Linked DNA regions of Mus musculus: all the other regions are linked to region 1. The links are chromatin contacts, called in public HiChIP or PLAC-seq and promoter capture Hi-C maps. All regions are on one chromosome and are shown on one strand. Each heading gives the region's core, a stretch centred on a gene start, on an enhancer-like site or on the middle of the called end of the contact. The rest is flanking DNA. Distances are from core to core; before and after follow the strand shown.

Region 1 (6,623 bases), core at 1,606-4,105:
CATACCACATAAAATGCCTCTATGTCCAAAATCCAACCACTCAAACAATGAAGCATGCGATCAGACGTTGGGAGACTACCTAGCCATTTCAAGGCCAGCCTGTGCCACATAAAATCCTGTCTCAGAATGAACAAAGGAAAATGAAGCAAACACAACAACAATGAAGACTGCCCAAACCAAATCATTCAAATTGGAGGACAGCTGTGTCTTATTGGCCTCACTGTATTCAAAGTAAAGCAAACACAGTGTGGTATTATCTGTAGTCTATGAAAGAAGATATATTTATCTAAGCTAAGTTTTACTACTCCACATTCTAAAGGCACTTTAGTTCATATTCTGATGAGGAATTTATTTATTAAAGGAAACCAGTGTACAACGATCTATTTCTTGAACTCAGCAGTGGCAAGGAACTCAGTGTAGTACATAGAGTCATTCCACTTTACAATAGGTGTGGTTTTATGACCTCTATGCTGAGTCAGAAGCTGACCTCCTTCCCAAGGCAGTGAGAAGATAAAGAACTAGCAAGGAAAGAAGGTAAAGGGCACAGGCCACATATCTGTTCTTCTTCCTGGGATATCCCCAACACATAACAAGGTATAAACTGTATAGTTTTCACTGTCTGAGCAACTTGAAGGAACAATGTTGGGCCATAAGGAAAACATAATAGGATACTGTTACTGTTTCTTAAAGAGACTTAAAGAACAGTATTAAATTCTGCTACACACTATGTTTAACTATTTGTCTTGTTGATTTAACAGATTGTATACGACCATGGTGAGGTAAAATAAAGAAGATCTCGTTTCAGCTTAAAGCTTGTTAGTGCCCTAACCCTCAGCTGTGTTTAACTAGACCTTACTCTTTATATAATGAGTCATATGCACACTATGTCTGGGTTGAGTTTGAGTTTGGCCATCAACTAAATAGAATGGATGCCAGCCAGACTGAGACGTATCAAGTGGATATCAGACGGTTTCAAACTATGGGAGCAGCAAGCTGTTAGAGTGCTGAGCTTCGGTTGTACATATTTCTATTTTATCTTTATTGTAATGAGCAAGCCCTGTCTTTAACTCCCGCTGTGCACTTTTGCAGGGTCTTCCATATGGTTGCTGCTAAGTGCTTGGCATTTTCCCAACTGTTACAATTGGGTCAGTGGGGGGGATCGCTTAGGAGTAATAAAACAAGGGTGACTGCGGCAGGGAGGAGGGAGAGCCCTATGCACTGGCAGCTTATTGCCTCTCATGCATCGCAAGCACGGCTCTATGACATTCATTACTTTGGGCAGCTAGGGCAAGCTTTGTTGTTGTTGTTGTTGTTGTTGTTATGATTTTTCCATGAAAAAAAAGCCACACCCTGGCTACAGTTCCTGTCTCCCCCACTATAATTCTAATCTTGTTTACTTCACCTCCTAAAAGTGACTAAATAACTTGAGGGAGATAACTGTACCTTGCTTACTCTTGCTGTTCTCAAAAAGTTTTATTAACAAACTCTTGGCTAAGTTTCACTAATAGTAGCTGTAGCAGCAGGGTTATCAGTGTTCTCATGGGTTTTGATATCTTATGAGGTTAAAAAAAAAGCAAATCTAATGATCGATCCCCAAAGCTTAAACATTCTTGAAAAACATTATTATGATCCTAAAATGAATCATAGTAACGTTTTAGAGTGACCCTGGCATTTGAAGTCATATCTATGAAAAAAATGCTATTACTACTCCTACTATTAAGTACTAATAATTGAACCAGGGCCAGACATATAATCATAAGTTCTACCATTGAATAACACATCTCGGGGTTCAGCAATTTTGGTATCTTTGTTTTTGTAGTAGTTGTTTCGAGACTGGGTTTGTCTGTGTAGCCTTGACTATTCTGGAACTCTCTATGTAGATCAGTCTGGCCTCGAACTCACAGCGATCTGCCTACCTTTTTTGCCTTCAAAGTGCTGGGATTAAATGCTCCCCCTGCCTGTCACTGTTTTGCTTTGTAATCCCATGAAAGGCATTGCTGCTAAACAGGGGATTCGCAGGGGAATATGTTCAAGACATAATTATGATTGTAAATAGAAATAATACATTAATCAGGAAGATGTATACATAGTCATGAATGATTATGATTTCCATATTTATTTTATACAGTCAAGAACTTAAATGACTGTCCTTTTTACAGGGTATGGAGACTTTTGGTATTAAATATCAACCAAGTGCTATGTAGCAATTTCATAGATTCACTGTGCAGCCATTTTTTGGTGTGTGACTGTGTGTCTTTTCCTCCGCATTTATGTGACACCTAAACAAGTTGGGTTCTAAGCAAGAACACAAGTATCAGCAGCCTTTCTTGTTCCAAGTCAGGAGCATTAAACAATAGTGTGGCATTAGAATTCGCTTGTCACTCCTCTCCTGGACAATCTCTGAACCCCAGATCCCCAGGGACAGAAGCAGGCTGGTGGAAACACCAGAAACCGGGTGGTAGGTGAAGATGGGTCCCGCAAGAGGCAGCCAGGAGTCAGGTAGCATCAGGGCAGTCTGGGAAGATCACCTGGGACAAGCCTAGCAGGGCATCCCCTAAGGCCTTTGCATTGATCGCTTGGGAGTCCTACTGTCAATCAGTCTCAGGTCCGCAGTCCACCACACATCCCCAGGATCCCTAATTCCAACAACCTGGAACAACAAGGAAGGCGTGGATCAGGTTTCACTCTTGCCCGAGGTCAGCACAGAAACCAAGCGAGCATCTTGCAGACTCACGCGCCGCCAGCCTTGCCAACCTAGGTCCGGACGGGTCGCAACGGAAAGCAGGGAAGAGCGGGCAGCCTTTGAAGTGAGGGCACCGCTGCGGCTTCAGAGGCGCAGTGCGCAGGCGTGCTCGCAGACTGCGCACGCGCCGCCTAGAAGTGACTTCTCCAAAAAAGTGTCTTAGTTCCCGGTCACCTGAGCACCCAGGACGCGTTCTCGGGAGCCTCGCGGAGCCACGCCCGCCGCAGGTCGAGCTTGGAGACCCCGTCCTCCTCCTCCCGCCGCTGCCAGGCTTCTCCGGGATCCGTCCTTCTACCGGTCCTGTTCCCAGAACCGGGCCGGACCGAACCGGGCCGAGCTGGGCCGCCCGGGCGCGGCCGCTCACCATGGCCTCCCTCTTCAAGAAGAAGACTGTGGACGGTGAGTTCGGGGCCAGGCTCACCCGCCCGGGGTCTCTGGGGAGCTCCGGCCTCGGATCGGGTGCTGTCCCCCGAGGTGGGCCCGTGTCGGAGGCCCCACAGGTGACCATGGCTGCGTGACTCCGGCTCCACTGGCTTACCTGGCCGGCTCGCCCTCCTGACTGCCCTCACCCCACCCTCGTTTTTCTCCCCCCACCCTCGCCCGCCCCACTCCGGAGAGGATTTCTGAGCTTTCTAGGGAGGCAGACCAGTGCTGGCTCTCGGGTGTCATTAGACTTGGCGAGTTGATGAATTTCATGGTAGTTTTTTTCCCTGCTCGTTGGCTGCTCCTTCCGTGAAGACGCCGCACTTCCTGACATCCGAAAGGGATGTGTGTTTACTAGGGGACAAGGCAGGAGGTCACAGCGGGCCCACTTAGGAAATAAACTTGGGGCCAGGCTGGCTGTATTTTTACAAACACCTAGCGTTACACGTAAGAAAGACTCCAGCAGAAAAACCTAAGCCCAAGGGAAGGGTCCCGGTATAGTTTTTGCATAGTGCAGATTTTTCCTTTATGGTTATCTTCTGTCAACGAAAGTGAGGGTGGTGTAATTTTCATAGAAGTTCGCGTTTTTAAAAACACATTGTTTCAGGTGGCTTAGTGCCATCTTGTGATGAGGGAAATACTGGACGTATTGGAATGTACAAGTTTGGTAGCATTCACAGGCTGTGCTGTAGTGTGTATGTTATACGCGGCTGTCCCAGGTATTACATTCCCACCAAGTAATCTAAAAATTGCTTTTCATTGCATGTCGAGCCCAGGTTGCTGTTGCTTCAGCCAAATAATCATTCCTTTGTAAGGAAGGGTCTAGCCCAGCCACACAAGGAGCAGGGGCAGCTAGACTGTGATTGGTACAAACCCAGAGCTCAGCCCTGAGTTGGGGTAACTCCTTCATTTCTTTGTGTTCACTGTTCTAGTGCCAGATTTGGGGGGAGGATAACAAAGACACCATCTCTACCCTGCTACATGGCCTTTCATTTCCACACAGGATGCCATTTTATCCCTCATTTGTAAGACAGCAGAGTGCAGTTTTGCTTCTTCTGAGTGACTTTTTAAATTTTTGTTTTTTGTTTTTTTTTTTTGTTTTTTGTTTTCACTATGTTGACTTTTTACTAATTGAGAAGCACCATTTTCAGCCTCTGGAATTAGCTACTAACTTGCTATGTGGTATAATACAGTTACCTGAAGTGGGTGTTTTCTGGAATTTCCTGAGAGTATTGTTTAATCATTACCATGATAGTTTGGATTGTGTGTGTGTGTGTGTGTGTGTGTGTGTGTATTTCTGTACTAGTATTCTGTACAGTATTGTAATACTGTATTCTACTCCCTCTTGGGGTAGGAAATAGTCATCTCCTTGTTGCCTAAGTTTTATATTGTAATAATTATATATATATATATTTGTGTATATATATATATATATATTATAACTTTATATAGTGATAATGAGAATTTACTGAGCACAGAAAAACTGGGCTTCTTTTTCACCCTGTTGCCACAATTTGAAAGCATTTTTTAACAGTAAAATCCAGATATTCTAGTTTTAATTGCTTAATGTCAAGACAGACCTTGGTTTTGTGCTTTCTGGTATTTTTAGCCACCCAGTTACTTATCCTTGAAGTTTAGGGGAGAGAGGAAAAGACAATGAGGATGTTCAGGGAAGTGTAGGACTGCACACTCATTTGCACTTGGCTTAGTCCTAATAATAAGATTTTTTTTTCCTTCTGAACAGAATTGTCTAGGGGTTAAAAAAAAAGTCTTAAGGACTTTTGCTAGGTACTATACCACTAAATTAAACATCTTGTGTGTGACATTTCTGAATGTAAATTTGGACCCCAGGTCCAATTTGCAGACTTGACATTTTCTTCAATTATCATGTTAGTTTAGATCATTTACTGGTGCCTTAACTGTGGATTACTTCAGGGCTTTACTGATGTTTGTTCTCCTTGTTAAAGGGAAGGGCTCTTGTTTTGTATAAAAGGCAACAGCACTCCTCTCATAATGAGCTGGCACGTAATGAAATTTAATGTATTTTTATGCATTTCTCTCAGTTCCTGGGGCACGTTATTGATCATAAGATCTTTTACTGTGTGCTGACTTTTTATCTATTCCAGCAGTAATAAAATTCTGATATATAAGGGGAGTGGGTAACTGCTTATGGATCTGGGGAAACATTCAGTCTTTTTTTTCTCTGGATTGGCTGGAAGAACTATACACTATATCATCAAAGACTACTGCACACATAAATTAAAAAGGGAGACAACATTACAGTACATTGCTATTCAGAGTTATGTGTAATTCATTTTGACACAAAGATGAACAGGTCTCTTCCGTGTATACTTTGTTACAGAAATTAATGAGAGATGTATCTCAAAGCCAGAGATGAGAAGGATGCCTTCCCATTTGAAAGTACAATTGAGCACTTGATATCCCCTTTCTGAGTTGTATTATGTGCACATATTCTTTTTATTATTTGTGGGTTATTTCCTTCTGTGTGGCAAATAGTGACCTATTTATTGAAGAGAATTATGAACCTGTCCATCCCGCATTCCATTAGGACTTAGTCATACCTGGGTTGCAGCAAGTGAAGTGCTGGGACAGGGGTGGAGCTAGGAATCGAGTTAATGAGTGAAGGAGGCAGTGTCTTCCACCCAAGACCTGGGGAAACAGGAGCACTCTGGTGTGGTTTGGCTTGGTTTGGTTTACTTTGGTTTGGCTTGGTTGCTTGAGACAGGGTCTGACAGTGTAGCCCAGCTTGTCCTCCTGACCCCACAACCTCAGCTTCCCCAGGAGGGAAATGATAGGCACTTGTCACCATGCCTGGCTAAGATAGGTAACTGCTCAAGTTGCTTAAACACTGTCATTTTTAACCAGTTTCCAATAAAGACAAATTCTAGATCTTCCTGTAAACCAGTACTGAGCTAGCAATTGAGTATGCTGTGCCTAGTCAGTGCTCATGAATCCTGGGATGGCGCACCGCTATTGCCACCTTTGGATTGACCTGGAAACTGAGTGCAGAGGCCTGAGTAAGGGGCTCAGAAATGTACTGTGTAGCAGAAGCAAGAGCTCATTCTTTAAGTACAGTCATGGCTGTGTTCTTCTTACAGGTCAGTCACATGGGATACACAGTTTATTTTGATCATCTTGTAAATTTGGCGAAATTGTCCTTTTGTTTTTCACATTTACCTATAAGCCTGATTGTTCTCTTTGAATTAGTAGTGGAAGTTTAGTTTCCATAATGGAAAGAATGAGATATATATTGAGAAGCAATATATATATATATATATATATATATATATATATATATATACACATATACACACACACACACATACACGTATTTTTATGCATTTCTCTCAGTTCCTGGGGCTTGTTATTGCATATATATGTATGCATGCATGCATGTATGTATGTATGTATGTATAATTGTGTGTGTGTGTGTGTG
Region 2 (6,623 bases), core at 1,050-3,549, 800 kb after region 1:
CAGGGAAAGCCACCCAGGGGAGAGCATGTTTTAGTCACTCTGCTGGAGATTCATGTACTCACAGGGAGGACTGCAGTGTGACCTTCCCTATAAACCCTGGAACACAAGTGGTGGGAAACAACTTCAGAAAAACAATGTGTGTGCTATGCAAGAGATCCTGAAAGCAGTGTTTTCAAAGATCACAGACAAATGAGGACAGTGATGGCTATCTGAAGTGATTTTTGGCCCGAAATCCATTTATTATCAGTCAAAATCATACTACATGTTAACTAGCTTTATGATGCCATCAAAATTTCATATGATTGTTTTGTTTTCTTTAAAGAATCTTATTTATTCTTTGGCAATTTCATACATTGAAATTGTGTGGAAGCTTGACCATATCCACCCACTCTCCTTGCCTACTTCTCCCAGGTTCCTCCAGTATATGCTCACTGTCCTACCATGTCTCCCTCCCCACCGTTTGTAACTCTCAGTCCAGTTAAGGATGTCTGTTGCAGTGCCCACTGATCTGTTGGCTTGCTCTTACATAGGCAGCCGTAGGTGCAGTGAGTTCATGAGCACACCGGCCATGTCATGTCCCGATGATGACATGTCTCATCATTCTTCCACATCCTCCAGCTGCTTTATTTTTAAAGCACATTGACTTCACTGGTAAATTAATTTCAACAGGTAATTATTTTCTCGGGCACCATGCCAGGTAGATGAAACAAAATTTAGAAGCATCTTACAGAATTTTAGTAAGCCATAAGTTACTTGCTAGAAGTTTATTAGGGAAAGCAGAAACTATTGGAGCTGTTTTATCATCAAGAAAACAGTGAAGGCAAAAGAGGTAGCTCGGGAGTTCAGAGCTCTTGCTGCTACAACAGGATATGGATTCTTAGCACTCATGTTTCAGGAGACCTGATGTCCTCTTTTGGCTTCCATGACCACAGGACAGGCACATGACACAAATACACACATACACTAGTACACATACAAAGAAGCCTTTAGGACATAGCATTACTGAGAGCCAGTGTGGAAGAGCAGTCCTGACTTGTGTTCTTGAGGTCCTTCAAAATTTCCAACAACATTCCTGAGATGAGTCATTATTTGACATGAGTATGTTACACATGAGAATAAAAAGACTTAAATTTCCTGTTCCACTTTTCTTTGAGAACACAGAAGTATAGAAAACAAGACTATGTAAAAGGAAATATGTTTTAGTGTAGACTAAAATGGCCCATGGTCCCGTAGGACCATGACCTTTCTCTAATGATACAATGCAGGCTTCAGCAATCCTGAAGATGATAGGTAAATAAAACCAACCAGCACTTCCCTTTCTTAAAAGGGTGGGTAACTGCGGATATAGAAGGTCAGCATAGTGGCTCATTGTTGAAGTGAATAGAAGTAAATTTGGTTTTCTTGAGTTACAATGCTGGAGGAAAAACTAGGCAGGAAGTCATACTCCCGCCCCCCACTACCTGTTTATAGAGGGAAGGATCAGGGTAGAGACTGAACACATTTCTTTGGGGAAATATTTTGAGTATTACAAATATATTACAGAATATTTGGGGAAAATATTTAGTGAAGGATTTTCTCCACTCTTAGATACCTTGTGTAAGTGGCACATGAATGAACAAAGTGCTGTCTTGAAGAGCCGGTTATTTTAAGACTATGAGGTTATGTGGCTCTTGTACAAACAGTTCAGTTCTACAGAGCTGCTTATCTCTTCACCGTCATCTCGGTGGTTTGCCTACTGCAGAAACTGTTGGGGTTTATTTAAAACCACATCCAAATACTGTGGCTGTTAAGAAAGAGTACTCTCTGGAGCTAACTGACAGGCAGACTGAGAGACCATCTAAGGCTATCTATGGATAGATTTGTTTCTTTTCCTGTACATAGGTGACCATATTATTGAAAGAGACGGCCTGTAGTAAAAAATATTTACATAGATTGATTACTAAGAAAGCCAAACTTTATAGAGTTACCTGAGAAACCTGACTCCAGAAGACTTCCGAGAGGCCAGCAGTTTGTTATTTCAGGGCCGTTGGAGCGACTGACAGATCAGCCATGTTGCAGCAGCTTCTGCTGTCCATTGACTTCTTTTTATTAAATGTATTGTCTGGCTAGTTAGCTAATAATTTGACTACCTATCATGGCTGGAATCTTGGATTGAGTGAAAATGAGAAAGGAGGAGCCAGAGAGGTGGCTCAGTAGTTAAGAGCATTTGAGGCTCGTGTGAAGGACTAGAGTTTGGTTCCTAGCTTTCAAAATTGCCTACCACTGTAGCTCCAGGGAACCTGATATCTTCTTCTGGTCTCTTCACCATCATCTTGGTGTTTTGTGTACTGCAGAAACTGTTGGGGTTTATTTAAAACCACATTCTCTCTCTCTCTCTCTTTTAAAACCACATCCTCTCTCTCTCTCTCTCTCTCTCTCTCTCTCTCTCACACACACACACACACACACACACACACACACACACACACACACAGAGTGACAGAGAGACAGACACATGGACACACACACACCACTGAACACACAATAGTAGTTTGTTTTGGAACGTATATTGTCAGCGGCAGGACGGCATTCACTCTAGAAGCCTTCTTTGCATTCCAGGAATAACTGCCAACTCTTCAAGCCTTCAAAGGCCCATGAACTAGGCGTGTTTCCACTTGCTCAAGAGGCCTCTGGCCGCATGCACTCAGGTGTGGCACAACTAGTTAAAGGGTGTCACTTGATTACATCCCTTTCTGCAGCAGGGCATGCTGACTGAGTGAGCCAGAACTCTTCCTGCTTTCAGACCCTGGCCGTCCAATAAGCTGCTCCATACAGAAAGGAGGCTGTCTTCGTCAGGGTTTTACTGCTGTGAACAGATACCATGACCAAGGCAACTCTTTTGAGGACATTTAACTGGGGTTGGCTTACAGGTTCAGAGGTTCAGTCCATTATCATCAAGGCATGGTACAGGAAGAACTGAGAGTTGTACATCTTCATCTGAAGGCTGTTAGGAGAAGACTGGCATCCAGGCAGCTAGACTGAGGGTCTTAAGTCTATGCCCACAGAGACATACCTACTCTAGAACTGCCACTCCTCAACACGGTTGCCCGTGACATGAGCAGACCTGTACCTCTGACCTCAATGACTGAGCGAGAAAAAAGGGTTGAAGAAGCTTTACACCCAGCCCCCGTGTCCTCTTGTCTTAGTTTGCTTTAGCTCTTTTCCACCTTGACAGTCTGTGGGGTGTCTCAGGATTGTTCTCCAGCATCGCTCACTGTCAGACACTGGGCCTTCCCACAGCAGTCTCTGATGTGAGGACTGATGAAGTGGATGTCTCGAGTTCTGATCCTCCATCCAGGATGAGGGGCGCACAGACCGACTTCCACCACCAAATTTAAGGTTGCCAGAACAGATGTGTGTGTGTGTGTGTGTTCTATTTCCTGTTACTAGACCCTCCAGTCTGCTGTCACCAAGGCCAATTGTACTGTCCTGACTTGTTTCGTATTTGGGGCTTCGGGGTTTTCTTCCCAACAAAGACTAAGAATTGCAGTTTTACATTTTTTAAAAAGTTTATGTTTTGTTCTTTGAGCCTCCCCCCTACCCCCGAAAAGACAGGGTTTCACTGTGTATCCCTGGCTGTCCTAGAACTTGCAACTCACTTTGTAGACCAGGCTAGCCTCAAACTCACAGAGATGCTCCTGCTCCTGCCTCCTGCATGGTGGGTTTAAAGTTGTGTGCCACCATGGCCCCCCTCACCTCTTTCTTGATTATTGACATCATTCCCATCATTCCTCTCTTTCTTTCCTAAGAATTTAGTCTACACTCTGATATCGTGACTTTTGTTTTTCATGGGTATTGGGGGAATATATAATCAACCATCTGATCGCAGTAATACCCAATAAATCTCATATGCCACCATGAGTAACTGAGCTACCTCTAATGGTGACAGCATCCACGTGGGTAAATAGGAATGAAAACTGGTGTAGCCACTAGGGAAGTCGGTGTAGGTTCCTCAAAATACTAAAAATAACGACTACATGACTAAGCTATTCAGCTCCTACATATAAATACCCAAAAGACTCTAAGTCAACGTACCACAGAAATATTGCTGGTCCATGCCTATTTCTGACTATTCTCATTACCAAAGAAATGGAACAGGATTATATATTACCAGCAGATGAATGGATAAAGAAAATACGTATACGTATGCACAATGAAGTTTTATGAAGCCATGAAAACATTTTAGATCATGCAGGAGATTGGCAGAAAAACAGGTGCAACTGGAGATCATTACATTAAGTAAAATGAGCCAGCTTCAGAAAGACAAATATGCCATTTTTTTCTCATATGTACAATTTCATTCTCTATCTCTCTCTCTGCCTTCCTCACTGCATGTGTGTCTGAAAGGGGACCATGGGATGAGAGGAAGAGATCTCAAAGCTAAGCAAGAGATGAAGGGGGACAAAAGAGAGTAATGTGATGCTAATGACAGAAGAGCAGAACCTCTTAGTGGGAGGCAGGGGACCACTTCCTCGACATGAGAGTAGGGGCACTGGAGGAGAGGGATCAGAACACAGTTCAATGACATACATGTATGAAGATTCTATAAGGAAATAAATGCATGCCTTTGTGTGGTAACTTAAAAAAATAGAGGAGAGAAAATTTGCCAATGTTTCAGAAGACTTCAGACTTTTGAGCAATGCTGGTACCAAGTCAAGGAAAACAATTGCAGATAGACTGAAGGTATCTTGTATTGTGAGAGGTATGCGAGCCTTTTTAAATTGGGGTGGAAGATTATGGCTTAGATTGTCAATATCTCCTAATGTCTACTATGAAAAAAATGGCCAAAGTTTGGGCTCTTGTGAAGATTCTGATCTCATGAATGGACTAATTTATGTTTGGACTCATGGCTTAGTGAGTTCTAGGAAAAAGGCCTATAAAAGTGAGCTCTCTCTATGTTTTCTGGTCATGATGTGATAGCTTTGATCTGTTATTTACTTCCCACCATAGATGTTCTGCCTCATCACTGGCCTGTGCACTAGAGCCATCCAAATGCTGACTTTTGCCTCTGAAACTGTAAACAACCCCCCTCCCCCGAATAGGTAAAATTTAAAGATTAAGTGAAGGGTTATAATATAAACAAATTAGGGTTTTCTTAGTCAATTTTGAATGAGAAGATATATTTTATTTTCTAAAGTAAATTTGTTCCAATTAATGGATTTGTCCTGCTGACACAAGTTACTGATTTCCTGAGGATTTTGATAAAAATTCTAGTTTTTCCACTCTTGAGTATTAACTTTAAATCATCAAATTTTAATTATTTAAACATGTAGACTAGATTCCATTTTACTAGAAACAAATTTATAAAGGTCCAGATAGCATGAGATATATTGCAGATGGCTTCTTCTTTGCATCTGCATCCCTTCTTGGTTGCTCACAGTTTTTCACTTAGTATTAAGAAGAATTAGAGCCCTTTATCCTTTCCTTGCTCAGCACCAGATGTCTAGGATGCCTCTTAGCATCATCTGGAAGGAAAGCCCCCTTCGCAGCATTGCAAAGCAGAATGTGGAAATTTACTGACATCTTGTGGCCAAGTCAGTTCTCCGAGTGTTTTCTGTCCACATCAAAGGATTGGCTTCCTATTGGTCATCCAACAAAAAAATACATCTGTCTGAAGGTCCTGAAGTTTGTGATAGTTTTGAAGTCCTGTCTCAAAGAGTTGCAAGTTAGCAGCAGAGCACTTGTCGGTCTGCATATGCACTCCAACTCCAGCATAGCACCACAAAACAAGAGACCCCATGTTCTGCTTTATTAAACAATTTTTATATTAATTAATTAATTAATTAATTAATTATATAAGGGGCTGGTGAGATAGTTCAGTGGTTAAGAGCACTGATTCATCTTCCAAAGGTCCTGAGTTCAAATCCCAGCAACCACATGGTGGCTCACAACCATCTGTAATGAGATCTGATTCCCTCTTCTGGTGTGTCTGAAGACAGCTATAGTGCACTTACATATAACAATAACTAAATCTTTTTTTAAAATTTAAAAATTAATTATGTAAAATTTAAAATTGTACGTGTGTGTGTGTGTAGGTCAGAGGACAGCTTTCAGGAGTGGTTTCTTTCAAAGTGGTATCTGAGATTACAATCAGGTCGTGGATCCTGACAGCAGACGTCTTTTCCTGCTAAGGCTTCTTGCTACCTCTCTCCCTCCCTCACCTTCCCAACCCCAAGTCTGTTTTGAATGATTGGCCCATGACAAGGGTTGACAATGGCTGTGATGACTTTCCCATCCTGGGGCAGAGGAGGGAGGGGCTGTGGGATAGCCACTTGAGGAGACTGGGTGGGAGGCCCCATGGGATGCCTACAATGAATTTTAGTAGCTGAGCTCATGACTTAGAAAGCAGATTTTAATCATCACTAAGGAGAAGTCACAGGATTCTTGTGGGCCAGGCAGGAGAAGGGCATCCAATCAGTATGTGTTTTCTATTCTGGTGTCCAGTCTCCCTGGCTCTGTGTGTCTCCTGTGCACCCTGGAAACTTTGTATATTGGGTGAGGGGATTTGTAAGTGTCTGGCAATTAAACCTTTGTCTTCTGGAAGTTAGTGACCTTTTCCCCTTTTCCTCTGGAAGTACTTTTTA
Region 3 (6,623 bases), core at 1,856-4,355, 730 kb after region 1:
CAATTAATTAGTGTTACATATATGCATGATGCGGGACCATTACTAGGGCATGGGCATTCTTGTAGCACCATAGTATTCAAAGGAGGGAGACTCTCCTCATCAGGTGCCAACAGGTCTTCCAGTAGGTGTGGGAGTCTCTCTCTATCCGTGCTGGATCTTGTGTAGATCTTGTACAGGAAACCATGGCTGCTGTGTGTAATATCCATGTCATAACCAGAGGTCAACAGTTTACTGTTCTCCTTCCTATATGCTGGCTCTCACATTCTTTCTGCTCCCTCTTCCATGTCCTGAGTGTTGGATTGGAGAGGTAGCTGAGCACTCAGCCATTTTGTTCTGATTTGTGGATATAAACATATAGAAAGCAGTTTGACATCATGGCTATTTAGAAAATAAGAATTTCCCCCTCTAAGTCCTATGTTCTTCCTAGCCACAGACTTTTAACCAGATTCACAGTAGCAGGCATAAAATCCCTCTTGTGAAACAGGCCTAATATCTAATCAATATATCTTAGTTAGGGATTTTATTCCTGCACAAACATCATGACCAAGAAACAAGTTGGGGAGGAAAGAGTTTATTCAGCTTACATTTCCACATTGCTGTTCATCACTGAAAGAAGTCAGGACTGGAACTCAAGCAGGTCAGGGAGCAGGAGCTGATGAAGAGGCCATGGAGGGATGTTCTTTACTGGCTTGCCTCCCCTGGCTTGCTCAGCCTGCTCTCTTATAGAACCCAAGACTACCAGCCCAGAGATGGCACTGCCCACAAGGGGCCTTTCCCCCTTGATCATTAATTGAGAAAATGCCTTACAGCTGGATCTCATGGAGGCATTTCCCCAACTGAAGCTCCTTTCTCTGTGATAACTCCAGCTGTGTCAAGTTAACACACAAAACCAACCAGTACACAATATTTTAATTTATTTATTATTTCATGATTCACCAAAGTCCTTTTGTTTCATGTGTGAAGCTAGCTTTGATATCTTTCCTTTTTAATGGAATACATTCCTATGATTTTGCTTAATTTTCTTCTTTCTTTTGAAAACTTACTATCTTTTGTTAAGTCAGTGAATATAGTGAATATATGCAGGGGATGTTTGGGTAGAACAAATACAACTGCTTTATTACAAATATCTCATCTAACAAGGTAATTTTTTTTTCCAAGTTAGCAACTGTTAGTATCTAAAAGAACCAAACCTTACAAACCAAAGTTGGGAAGAGTCTGTAATAATTTAAAAATTTTCAATCACATTTGGATGGACTTTGGGGGACACTTTGCAAACAATCAAGTTTATACAGACTAGAACTTAAGAGTTGCTGTAAACCTTGATAGATATGCGCAAGTCTTGTGTTTTACAAATAGGTGGGTTATGGGAACCGTTGAGCATGGCAAATAGTGAGTAAATTTGCTGAAGCGTTTACTGAATAAATGGTTGACAGTGGGAAGAGAAGGGCATCTTTGTCTCTTTGCCACCAAAGAATTTAAGTTATTTCTACTTAAAAAATAGTATTATTGGCAATAGTTATGAGATATGTGGCAGACTCAACATATGTAAATTTCAATATATTTTTCTTTTTCTAAACATTTCTTAGATAGTGAAATAGGGGAGTCTTAATACTACTAGCTGGTTTAATAGCCTTGCCAAAAAGATATTGACTAGTGATTTTTAATATGCGACTAGGGGATATGAACACGTTCTATTACATGTCTGTGCTATTTTGTGGTTACAACCTTGATGATGACATGAAAAAAATCTTGCATATTTTCAGGTAACATGAACTGCTAGTAAATGCTAATCTACTAGCTGTGCATACCTGATGGTTGGGGCTGGTACTGTGAATGGGCAGAGTGAAAGCTCTGACATTAGCAAAAAAGATACAACATTTTTGCTGACTGAAAAGCCCAAATCCATACTATCCTCAGACCAAACAGATGTGAAAATGATTGTGACTTGAGTTAGGTTAGCTTATAGTCTTACAGTTCATTTTGGATCATGTACAGGAAGAATATGTATGGTAGTTTGGGCTGAGTTCAGGGTATGCTCTTGAGAGAGCAATGGTCTAGAGACCATTGGGAAAATACTTAAAAGATATCAGGTGTCAAATTCAGACAAGAGACTGCATTTGACAGGCTGTGGCATTGTTTATATGGTTTTAGGTCACCAAACTAAGACTTGTGGGTAGGTAACTTTTTGTTTCATAATGAATAATATTCTAACAAATGAGTTTGTAAAGTAAATCATCTTTATTTAATTTTGCTTGTTTATTTTGTTGCTACCAGAAATTGAATTTGAAGCTTTATACACCTTGGACCAGATTTCTGCAACTGAGCTATGTACCCCAGCAAAAAATAGTCTTTAGATGTAGTGAATTATCTATCAATAGCTGCATATACAATAGATAATATTCAAGATGACATGGAATGGGAAGGTGCAGAGGCATTTATTCCAGCTTCCATTTTGGAAACGTTTAGACTTACCACACTGAGAGCTCTTGAAAGTCCTTCATGTTATATAAATATCAACCTAAGGAGCAATGAGTCGAGCGAGGAACTTGCTTTATTAAGCATCCAAAAATGTTGAGGTTTAAGTTGTTTGCAGATTCCAAATGGCTTTTACCTTTCTAGAATCTACTTTTAAATTATTTTGGTGTTTTAAACAATGTAACTTTAACTTTAGATTTTTCTTACAAAATTAGGACACTTTTCCTTACCTTTCCTTCAGGTGCATCCATGTAGAATTAATGTTTTTGTATATCTGTTAAGTTTTATCTGCATTTTAAATTTAAATTGGCAACATTTTTCATAGTAATGTGCTTTTTGTTTGTTTGTTTGTTTTTTGTTTTTTGTTTTTTGAGACAGGGTTTCTCTGTATAGCCCTGGCTGTCCTGGAATTCACTCTGTAGACCAGGCTGGCCTGGAACTCAGAAATCCACCTGCCCCTGCCTCCCAAGTGCTGGGATCAAAGGCGTGCGCCACCACCACCCGGCAGTAATTTGCTTTTAAACTCTCTTCTTCAGGTGGTTGAAGATTACGCTGGACGTTGGCAGGTCCCGTTGCCACAGCTTCAGGTTCTTCAGACTGCACTGTGCTGTTTCACGTCAGCCAGCGCGTCGTTCCCAGACGAGTGTGAGCACGTACAGTATGTTTTGAGTAGTCTTGCTGTGTAAGTACTCTTTAGTTCTTATCAACACATTGTGGGCTTTAGGCGTTTCTTCTGAGGAAGAACCCTTTCCTAATGTGGTCCCTCAAAACCAAACTGCCATTTCTCCAAGTGGTCTTGGCAAATTCAAATGATACGTCTCAGAATATGCTAATTGAGGCCACGATAGTTAGCAGAGATGGACCTTAAAGCCTTCCAGAAAGAGGTGAGGAGACTCCCAGTTAAAAAAAAAAATGCTTGTAGATAACATTGAATGAAAATTATAAACTGGGCATTTGTATTTTTCCTTCTTGCTCTCCTAGGAGTCCATTAAAATAATAGTAAAAAAGTAAAAGAAATACAGAGAAAAGAAAATAGGTAAGGATCAACAGTGATAACAAGACAGCCAGAAAGGATATAGAATATGCACGAGCAAGTTCAAACCTATCTATTGTTTGCATTTGGCCTCATTTTACACTCTCAGCACAACACTGGGCTGTGAAATTATCCACTGCCAAATTTAACAAAAGTACCAGGTTAAGTCTCTAAGATTAACATCTCAAGTTCTTACTGATTTAGGTGTGCATATACTTAGTTATAAAGTGGGTTTAAAAACAGTGTACTGAGCCTGACGTGGTGGCCCACGCCTTTGATCCCAGCACTTGGGAGGCAGAGGCAGGTGGATTTCTGAGTTCGAGGCCAGCCTGGTTTACAGAGTGAGTTCCAGGACAGCCAGGGCTACACAGAGGAACCCTGTCTTGAAAAACCAACCCCCCTCTCCCCCCCAAAAAAAACCCCAAAAAACCAAAACCTACCAAAACCAAGCCAAACCAGTGTACTGTGTACTGAGTAAACCAAGTAGAAGGAAGCCTGTGTTCCTTGCCTGTCTACAAGTAGGCAGAGACTGTGAGTATGCAAGGTGTGAATTGTCCATAGGAGCTGCCCTTATTTGTTAGCATATGGGTGAAAGAGTTACTTGTAGATTTGGTTTTTTGTCAGGCCATTCAGCAGGCTTAAGGGTCCTGGTTTGTTTCCTACTTCTAAAGAAATTAAATGATATTAGTGTAGTGACCTTTGCATTCTCTTATTGAAAGATTCCTCCTGGAATAGCTAGCTGTTGACTTAATTACTCTAAAAGGTTCATAAATCAAAAAAAACCCATGCTCATAGGATTCCCAGTTTTCTATGTGTAGTCTTATTTTTAAATTACTAATGGTTATTAAAGAATCATCTACACATTTCAAGATTGCCTTAAGTGTGAAAGAATACAATGGAAAAAACTGAAGAAAAAAAAAAGTAACAGAAGAATGGTGTTAATGTGAGAAACCAAAACATTACAACCTTAAATTGTATTACATTTTCAAGAGAGAGTTGAGAAAACAGGTGTAACATTCAAACCACATGATGGTTTATTAAAGGAAATAATAAGATACCAAAGGTAAGGTTAAGATTGAGAAGTATGGTTAAGGGACTGAAGAGATGGCTCAGTGGTTAAGAGTACTGGTTGTTCTTCCAGAAGACCCAGGTTCAATTCCTAACATCCTCATGATGGCTTACAACTGTCTGTAACTAATTCCAGGGGATCTGACACTCTGACACCAATGCAGATAAAAAACTAAAATTAAATTTTTAAAAAGTATCCTTAAAATGTAAAGCTAGAAAGCTAGACCTGTAAAGGTAAAGAAATTAACTAGGAAGTAAAACAAATCAAAACAAAGTTGAGTGCCTATAAAGCTGTCCATGGTGGCATATATGTGTAATCCTATTACTTAGCAGCCTGACACTGAAGAAGCATAAATTTGAAGCCATCCTGGACTACATAGCAGGAACGTCTCCTGAAGAAAATGAAATGCAGATATGCATGTAACATACAGAGAGGTTGTACTTATGTATTTAGGAACATATGTATATACTACTATACAGGTGCATATATAAATGTATATGTAACAATTAATGAAAAAAGAGACTGATCTAGAATGAGCAAGGAAGGTTATGTGGGAGTGAAATTATAACTTCAAATATAAAAATAGTATCAAAAGAAATGCAAAGAAAAAAGGACATTGTATTCTTTAAACGTTAGCTATATATGCTCAAAAGTGGGAGAAAGAAATATAAGATATCATGTTTTTAAATGTAAAAAGGGAATCTTAAAATTTTCATTTTTTTAAAAAATATTTTGTGATGCTTAATGGAATGAAAACTATATTTTGACTCTGTTTATAACTACAAAAATTCTTACTCAAACTAGTTAAGTAAAAATAAAGTAAGAGAATAGCATTTGTATGCGTATGGATGTGGATTTATTAGGTATCTCAACCATAAGAAAGCAAACACTGGAACTGGAACTAATTCCAGGATCTTCTAAATCCAATACAGCGAATTGGCTTTTTCTTCCCTAGCCTTAATCTTTTGTTTTAATCCTTCTAGAGTTTCAAAGAGTACTACATTAAGCACAGCTCATTAACTTAACCAGCTCCCTCCCTACCAAAAAACGTATGTTAGGCAGATGTCAAGCCCAGTTTGGATATGTGTCCCCTACTTAGGTTAATCACTATGGTGAGGAAAAGGTGGTTAAACCTTTGGCTTATTCAAGTGATATTCTCATGTCATCCCATTGAACCATAAAAATCCTGAAGAGATAAGCACTTCTCTCAAGAAATGTGTCAGGTAGTTGCAGATGGGTCTGGCTAGGTAGGAAAAAATTGTTGCCCACAATCAATCAGTCAGCCAATCAATCAGTCAGTCAATCAAACAATATTTTTATATTTTGAAGCCTTATGAAACATTTTCAGTATTCTCTACTGATATTTGAAGAAAATAAAAGTTACCTATGTATGTATGTATGTATGTATGTATGTATTTATTTATTTAAAACTTCAGATTTTATTCCCCTCCCAGTCCACTCTCCAACTTTTCCACATCCCACACCTCCTTCCCACCCCCTGTCTCCACGAGGATGTCCCCATCCCTGCCCCACCTGATTTCTAAACTCCCTTGGGTCTCCAGTCTCTTGAGGGTTAGGTGCATCATCTCTGAATGAACACAGACATGGCAGTTCTCTACTATATGTGTGTTGAGCCCTCATATCAGCTGGTGTATGCTGCCTGGTTGGTGGTCCAGTGTCAGAGAGACTTCGGGGGTCCATGTTAATTGAGACTGCAGGGTTACCCTACTCCTCAGCTTCTTCCAGCTTTCCCCTAATTAACCACAGAGGTCAGCAGTTTCTGTCCATTGGTTGGGTGCAAATATCTGCATCTGACTCTTTCAGTTGCTTGTTGGGTATTTCAGAGGGCAGTCATGTTAGGTCCCTTTTTGTGAGTACCCTATAGTCTCAGTAATAGGGCCTTGGGGCCTCCTCTTGAGCTGGATCCCACTTTGGGCCTGTTCCTGGACTTCCTTTTCCTCAGGATCCTCTCCATTTCCATTCCTGCAGTTCTTTCAGACAGGAACAGTTATGGGTCAGAGAATGAGGACATCCTTAGTTGTGCAG
Region 4 (6,623 bases), core at 1,691-4,190, 620 kb after region 1:
CAGCTAATCATAGTTTACCAAATGAGCTATCTAAGCACAAATTTTTCAACTTGATACCTCATCCTGAGTATTCACTTGAGATATATGGGATGTGTGTATCTATGTGTGTATATGTATTCTTACATAACCATTCTGTTAGTAACTCAAGCTTAAAATATTACCATTACAAAGAAAGCAATGGCATATCATGGTTACTACAGGAGTTCTGCATTCTGATTTGGTCTAATCTTTAATGCCTGAGATCTGCTAATTCTTTCATCTTTCTTAGGAAAGGCAATAGTACCTAAACTCTAGTATGGGGAGACCTCAACAAGACCGCCACTGTCATACTACATGTATATTAAGTTTTGCAAGCTCCTCCACATCTAAGTGCATCTTGGTTTCCTGCATCCTTTTGGTGCTGACGCCTGACATCTTGGTACTGTTTATAGCCTACAGCCCATTGCCACTCTCCCCTTTGTCACTTTAATGTTTTCTTTTAAAGCAAGATTATAATACATTGTTTCTAGAACAAATCTAGCAAAGACTTCTTTTTTTCTTCTACTTTTCATACTTCAGAAAGTTAATTTCCAAAATTAAGTAGTATTGTGGCCGCACTAAAAGAATGCTGAGGTTCACTTTGTGAGACTTCAACAGGGTCAGGGACAGGAGAGCAAATACAGGAAGGTTTTTTCTTAAGTATTCATAAAATGATTTCAGATACTGATCTGAGGCTATTTCATGCTGTTTTGATAATGTGGTTTCCTTGTAGAATAATTAAATCTGTTCAGGAATGTGACGTGAGACCACCACAGTTTCTACAAGGATTATGAGTTTTATATATTAAATAGGAAAGACTCAGCAACCTAGCTAATGAAATAAGTACATGTTTGCAGCACGATACCCTGACTGACCACAAACATCCTTTAAATAGGAGACACGAGCAAGTTTTAACTTGCTCAGGTTCCATCTGAAAAAAAAAAATTCTTGATCCAGCAGCTATTTTCACAAAGTAAATTCACCGAAAATAAATAACTAGCATCGACGACTCATCTGTGTTACTTCTCTATGCAAATATTTATGTGTCTGTTTTACGTGTTCCCAGCATGGCTTCACATTAAAAACTCACTTAAGGTAGAACCAAAAATCTGTCAATGTCCTTGCCATGCCCCAGATGAGTTGCATCAGAATTTCCAGAACTGGGAAGCAGACACCAACATTTTAAAAGTCCCCCCAGGGAGTGCTAGTGTCAGGCAGCAATCTGAGAGCAGCTGCTGTCCACCCATCCTGAGACTCCCCTACCCCTGTGGGTGGTAACCAATTGATAGTTTGGAAAACATCCTAGATGCATGACAGAAAGTAGTCATTCAAGTATCAAGAAACAGTAGGCATCCCTGTGGGAAATAAAGAAAAGAATCATTACTGGTTCCTTCCGAGAGGTAAAGAAACTGATTTTAAATGGCTTTTTTCTAAATAAAGAATATGGGTTGGGTCAGAAGCCTGCACAGCCTACCAGTATTGAATCTCAGTTGTGCTACTTTAACTGGGTATGGAACAATAAATGGATCGCAAGACCCTCTGAGCCTCTCTTTTCTCAACTGTAAGAGGATATAATAACATTTATTATGGGGATTATAAAAAAGACATATGAATAATTTCTATAAAGCCTCTGTGTGATTGCTCTTACCATTCTAGTGCACCACATGACAGATTATTTCCAGTGTTTCCTTCTCTGCTTGTTCCTGAGTTTTATTAAATTTAATTAACATATGCATAAAGAGAATGAACCATTTGAAATCTGTACTCCTGCCGTGGCATGACTGATACTGGGGTAGGCAGTTCTTAACTATTACCAGGAGAATGTGTATACTAAACATGAAGTACCTGGAACCTTTGTAGCATCTCCAAAAGTTATTTTTCAGAACTCTGTGTCTCACAAAAGCAACTGGTACTACAAGTGTGTGTGGTCTCATCAATTAGGAAAAGGCAGTAGGCTGTGACCCCTCTGAAAGAAAAACAGAGAAAAATAATTTGTTGTAGCTGTTACCATGGAAACTGGGGACCTCTCTTGGAGCCTTTAGCCTCATTGGTAAACGAGTTTAAGAATGGATTCAAATGGAATCTCAAATGTTAAGTCTGATCTATTCTTCCCCTGGAACTGGTTGGAGGGAGGGACTGAGATGGGACTCCTCCAGACCTGTGAAGGTATCCTACTATAGGTGAAATTTTCTGAAGACCTGAAAAATGCACAGAAATTACAAATCCAGACACAGCTTCTGGAATCTGTTCCATGGGGTTCTTTGGGCCCTCACATCAAGCATATAATCAAGGCTCACTCATGGTAAAGATTCTTCACACATCACCAAAATCATGCTTATGTTTCCTACTTGTATAAGCTTAGGACCAAATGGATGCTTCCGTCCACAGCTAAAAAGTACCATCAGAGTCAGCAGATAGGAATGTTCACACTTGAGGAAGGTATGAAGGCCCTGGAACTACCCAGGAAGATGGAGTGAAGCCTCTTTCTAGTCAGTGTGTCTGCCACATAAACACAGGGATTAGCTCTGACCGATGTTGAAATAGTTCTGGCTTGACTTAATTGCTATGTTAATGTAACATGGTAAACTCCCCAGAGACAACTACACAGATACTCTTAAAACTGGATAGAAAGTCATCATTGGGGCAGGAGAGATGGCACAGTGGTTAAGAGCACCGACTGCTCTTCCAGAGGTCCTGAGTTCAATTCCCAGCAACCACAAGGTGGCTCACAATCATCTATAATGGAGTCTGATGCCCTCTTCTGATGTGTCTGAAGAGAGTAATGGTGCCGTACTCATATCCCTTAAATAAATAAATAAATAAATAAATAAATAAATAAATAGTCTTCCTTTGCTAGCTCATAGCTGCATGAGGAACCAGCCCAAATCCTCAGCCCGAAGCCTTACAGCTCTTGGCTTTTCATACACAGAAACCACATCCTTGTTGACACACTTTGACTAGAAAGAATAGTTAACAGGAAGTAGAACTACAGAAGCCAAAAAGCACGGTTAGTACATTTAGGGACTTTTTATTCCAGGACTTCCCCAGTGACATCCTGGAATCTTTGGCTTGGGCTTTATCCCCATTTTGGCCTTTAGCCTACCTACTGGATTCCAAGGCCCTCTATCATGGCATCGGTTGTTCTAAGATCTGGATGCCTATTAAGGTCTAGGAGCTTGTTTCTTTGTGCAAACCAGACAAGCTGTAGTAAATCTAAGCAGCTGTCCAGAAGAGGGAGACAAGGTGGGGACGAGGAAGAGAGAAAGCCATGCCCTTTGAGTTAGCTTACATAGAGGGGTTAGCCACATAGAGAACAAAGCAGTTACATGGCAAGGAAGAATGCTTCAGTAAACGGTAAGGAGGACCAAAGTGTTACAAAAAGCGTGCTTAAAAGCGAGATTTTTAAAATTAACAGATCAATAAATAACAAAAGGAAAAGCTGCATTGTTTTTGCGTAATTCCCCAAAAGAGGCAGCTGCTAGGCTGAGACCCTCTAAGCTAATTGTGCTGGAGGCAGGAATTCTGGGAAGGAAAAGTATATTGTCTCACAAAAGGGAAAGATCATTCTTCCTATCTCATTAGCACAGTTCCAGATAGTCTCTCGTTCCTGAGGCAAGAGTTTTACCCTACTGGCCCTTCCATGCCTCTGGAACACGAGTTCTGCAACTAAGGAACACCTTCAGCTCAGCCTTTCATCATTGTGTCTGAATAACACGAACCTACAAAGGTCCCAACTAGCCCAAATCTGAGAAGCAGAGATATTCTGGTAAATTACATCATTACTGACTCTCATATCAGTAAGAAAGACAACTTTTGGGAACACTCGGTTTCAGAAGATTTCAGTCCACCACTCCAGAGAAGCTGTGGAGGGCAGCTCCATTCGGGATGCCAAGTCTAGAGAGAAGGGTTTCCGTATACAAGGCAAGCAGATGGAACCAGACTAGACACAGCTAAGGATACGCACCATGCCCTATCTATAAAGGTCCCATCTGAGAATCCCACAGCCTCCCAAATCCACCAGCTGGAGAACAAGCACTCAAAATATAAATCTGCAAGGGATACTTCAGATTCAGACCCTAACAATAATATTCTCAATAACTAGCCAAAATTATCTGGGTAGTGGCAGCACACCCCTTTAATCCCAGCCAACACTCGGGAGGCAAAGACAGGCAGATCTGTGTGAGTTTGAGACCAGCCTGGTCAATAGAGTGAGTTCCAGCATAGACATAGATATACAGAGAAACCCTGTCTCAAAAAAAAAAAAATAGCTAAAATGTATTGAGAAGATCAAACTAATCCAAATTTGACTTGTTCTTCCTATCTCCACAGATTCAAGGCCAGCTTCAGTTACATTGTAAGTTCTAGACAGCTTGAGCTGCAGAGTTAAACCTTGTCTCAACAAAATAAAATACAGTAAATAAGCAACAACAAAATACTTGTTTTTTTTTATTATTAGTGGAAGAAAGCCTGTCTCCAGACAAACTCTCATGAATAAAGAGAACCTAAAAGTCATCACAGATTTTAAAGAAATTCTGGGATGAAATGCTAAATTAGAAAGTCATTATTGAGAATGCCAACATAATTGTAGCTGCTTGTGCTTAGAAATACTTTTGTTATATAATTTAATGTAAGTACATTCTCTAGTATGTTAAGACAAAAAAAATATTCTCTGCACTTCATAGACTTACATAAATAAATACACTATTGTTCAGGTTTTACTTTTAAAAATGGGGAATAAAGGAAATCGTATAACAAGGAGAGAAAGCCAGAGAAGGAGTGTAAAATTTATCCAAATCTTAGCAATTGTGGTAATAGGCATAGGCCTGCCAGATTTAAAAAGAAACCAACTTAACTTTCAATTTCTTATTAGCAATATTTATTTTTGTCGGGATAGGCACAGCCTATGTAATCATGTCCATTGTTCATTCCTTACTTAAAATTCAGTTTTAACTTAACATTCTGAAGGATTTTAGCTTGTTAAACATGGCAGACTCAATATGCTAAATATACAAATTGCATTGTAAAAAGACATACATTGAATAGAAGTATGAATGGTGATATTTTTCCCCTTTCGGGTATTAACATGCATGGAGACAAAAAGGAAAGGGGATTCGGGCGGTGGTGATGCACGTCTTTAATCCCATCACTTGGGAGGCAGAGGCAGGCAGATTTCTGAGTTCAAGGTCAGCCTGGTCTACAAAGTTAGTTCCAGGACAGCCAGGGCTACACAGAGAAACCTTGTCTTGAAAAAAAAAAAGGAAAAAAAAGGAGAAAGAAAGAAAGGGGAAGTAACAGGTGGTGTTTCCTCTCATTTGTTCACAAATATTTCCTGTTATTTGTAGCCTGTTGGGGTTTTTGTAAACAGATAAAAATGAGAGCCTGTTTGGGAACTCATAATATTTGGTAGCTTCTTAGGATAGCGGCATTCAACATTCAGCATGAACATGCTAATCCAATAAGGATGCAAATCTAATAAGGAGGCATCATTATACATCGCATTAACTACTTAGGGAAATAAAAATGGCTAGAAATCAGGCAGCCTCCACAGTGTTTTAAACTGCAATTTATTTTTAAGCCACAAAATCATCCGCAGCCTTGTTTCAAATAAATGTAAACTTTCTTTGCCATAAAACTAAGGATGATCCGAGATTAAAATTCATGAGCTAAAAGAAAATATGAATGGTGCTGTATTTAATCAACACATGAAATCTATAGTCAGGAGGACTATTTCCAACAAACAGAAAGGAAACTGAAAACACATGTGCACTGTGAGTTCATTCATTATCAGCATAGTTTTATTGTTTGTTTGCTTTTTAATCAGAATAAACAGAAATGCTCCTGAAACTAAGCTTTATCAATAGCATAGCTAGGCAACTTATTTCAGTATTTGTCTGTCAGTTTTTGCTTTGTTTTTTTTTTAAAGAATTATTTATTTACTATATGTGTGTACACTGTAGCTGTCTTCAGACACTCCAGAAGAGGGCATCAGATTTTTGTTACGGATGGTTGTGAGCCACCAGGTGGTTGCTGGGATTTGAACTCAGGACCTTTGGAAGAGCAGTCGGCACTCTTAACCGCTGAGCCATCTCACCAGCCCCCTGTCAGTTTTAAATACACAGAATTTCTAAAGTATCTAAATAAACACATACATATACACACACATGCATACACACACACACACACACACACACCAGGCCAGTGAGATAGGTCGCTGAGTAAAGGGTCTGCCATTCAAGCCTGATAATCTGACCCCAGAAGGAAGCCCACATTCAAACAAAGGCAGCCGCATGCAGAGGAATGTAATCCCCACACTCCTAAAATGACCTGGTGAGACAGACATCAGCCCTGCTGCTAGCTTGGAGTACACAGCCCAGACTCAGAAACAAGAGAGATGCTACCTCAACCAAGCAAAAAAGAAAATGGAGCCATGAAAATTGTCCTCTAACGTCTATACACTCTATACACCTACACCCTCATACACATGTGCATTCATACCACACATACACACACACAACTACACACAACTACAACAACAATAAAATGAGAACATACACACAAATGAAAATTTGCCTGACTTAGAAAGGTCATTTTAAAGACAACCAAAC

The links. Promoter capture Hi-C pulls out the DNA fragments that hold promoters and counts their contacts. HiChIP or PLAC-seq counts read pairs in DNA pulled down with a chosen protein or histone mark.
Region 2: a promoter capture Hi-C map of pre-B cells shows a contact between it and region 1. The contact joins the enhancer-like site here to the promoter of Chmp2b in region 1. A contact is called at or near these places in 10 of 39 promoter capture datasets (the 3T3-L1 cell line, the C10 cell line, the HPC-7 cell line and 6 more), 1 of 15 datasets of contacts at CTCF or cohesin (large pre-B cells), 9 of 484 Hi-C or Micro-C datasets (CD4 T cells, the G1E-ER4 cell line, the HPC-5 cell line and 6 more), 23 of 115 datasets of contacts at active chromatin or transcription factors (the 230-238 cell line, the SCID.adh cell line, astrocytes and 17 more) and 4 of 9 other capture datasets (adipose tissue, embryonic stem cells, liver and 1 more).
Region 3: a promoter capture Hi-C map of pre-B cells shows a contact between it and region 1. The contact joins the enhancer-like site here to the promoter of Chmp2b in region 1. A contact is called at or near these places in 11 of 39 promoter capture datasets (the 3T3-L1 cell line, the C10 cell line, cranial neural crest and 7 more), 2 of 484 Hi-C or Micro-C datasets (bone marrow-derived macrophages and cortical neurons), 6 of 115 datasets of contacts at active chromatin or transcription factors (bone marrow-derived macrophages, embryonic fibroblasts, embryonic stem cells and 3 more) and 1 of 9 other capture datasets (adipose tissue).
Region 4: a contact with region 1 is called in an H3K4me3 HiChIP or PLAC-seq map of pro-B cells, with 5 times the contacts expected there. The contact joins the enhancer-like site here to the promoter of Chmp2b in region 1. A contact is called at or near these places in 5 of 39 promoter capture datasets (the C10 cell line, cranial neural crest, hippocampal neurons and 2 more), 5 of 115 datasets of contacts at active chromatin or transcription factors (bone marrow-derived macrophages, embryonic forebrain, embryonic stem cells and 2 more) and 1 of 9 other capture datasets (pancreatic islet).

The regions. Positions count from the first base shown.
Region 1 is chr16:65,558,994-65,565,616 of GRCm38.p6, reverse strand. It overlaps Chmp2b (charged multivesicular body protein 2B), which reads left to right and starts at 2,855. Exons shown (of 6, transcript NM_026879.3): 1 at 2,855-3,142. The coding sequence starts at 3,109. Gm36457 (predicted gene, 36457) reads right to left here and starts at 2,809. Exons shown (of 2, transcript NR_166048.1): 1 at 2,755-2,809; 2 at 2,098-2,650.
Region 2 is chr16:64,753,852-64,760,474 of GRCm38.p6, reverse strand. No RefSeq gene overlaps it. Among named protein-coding and RNA genes, the nearest start is that of 4930453N24Rik, 14 kb to the left of the region's middle. Within about 2 kb of position 2,299, at least 105 of the 459 cell types and tissues checked have an H3K27ac peak or open chromatin away from gene starts, as enhancers often do. A contact at or near this core is called in the 230-238 cell line, the G1E-ER4 cell line, the HPC-5 cell line and 9 more, where this site is marked.
Region 3 is chr16:64,826,998-64,833,620 of GRCm38.p6, reverse strand. It overlaps Zfp654 (zinc finger protein 654), which reads left to right. Exons shown (of 9, transcript NM_001347245.1): 2 at 3,012-3,157. Among named protein-coding and RNA genes, the nearest start is that of Zfp654, 21 kb to the left of the region's middle. Within about 2 kb of position 3,105, at least 7 of the 459 cell types and tissues checked have an H3K27ac peak or open chromatin away from gene starts, as enhancers often do.
Region 4 is chr16:64,938,333-64,944,955 of GRCm38.p6, reverse strand. All of the region lies in intron 2 of Htr1f (5-hydroxytryptamine (serotonin) receptor 1F), which reads left to right. Among named protein-coding and RNA genes, the nearest start is that of Gm33971, 67 kb to the right of the region's middle. Within about 2 kb of position 2,940, at least 73 of the 459 cell types and tissues checked have an H3K27ac peak or open chromatin away from gene starts, as enhancers often do. A contact at or near this core is called in pro-B cells and thymic regulatory T cells, where this site is marked.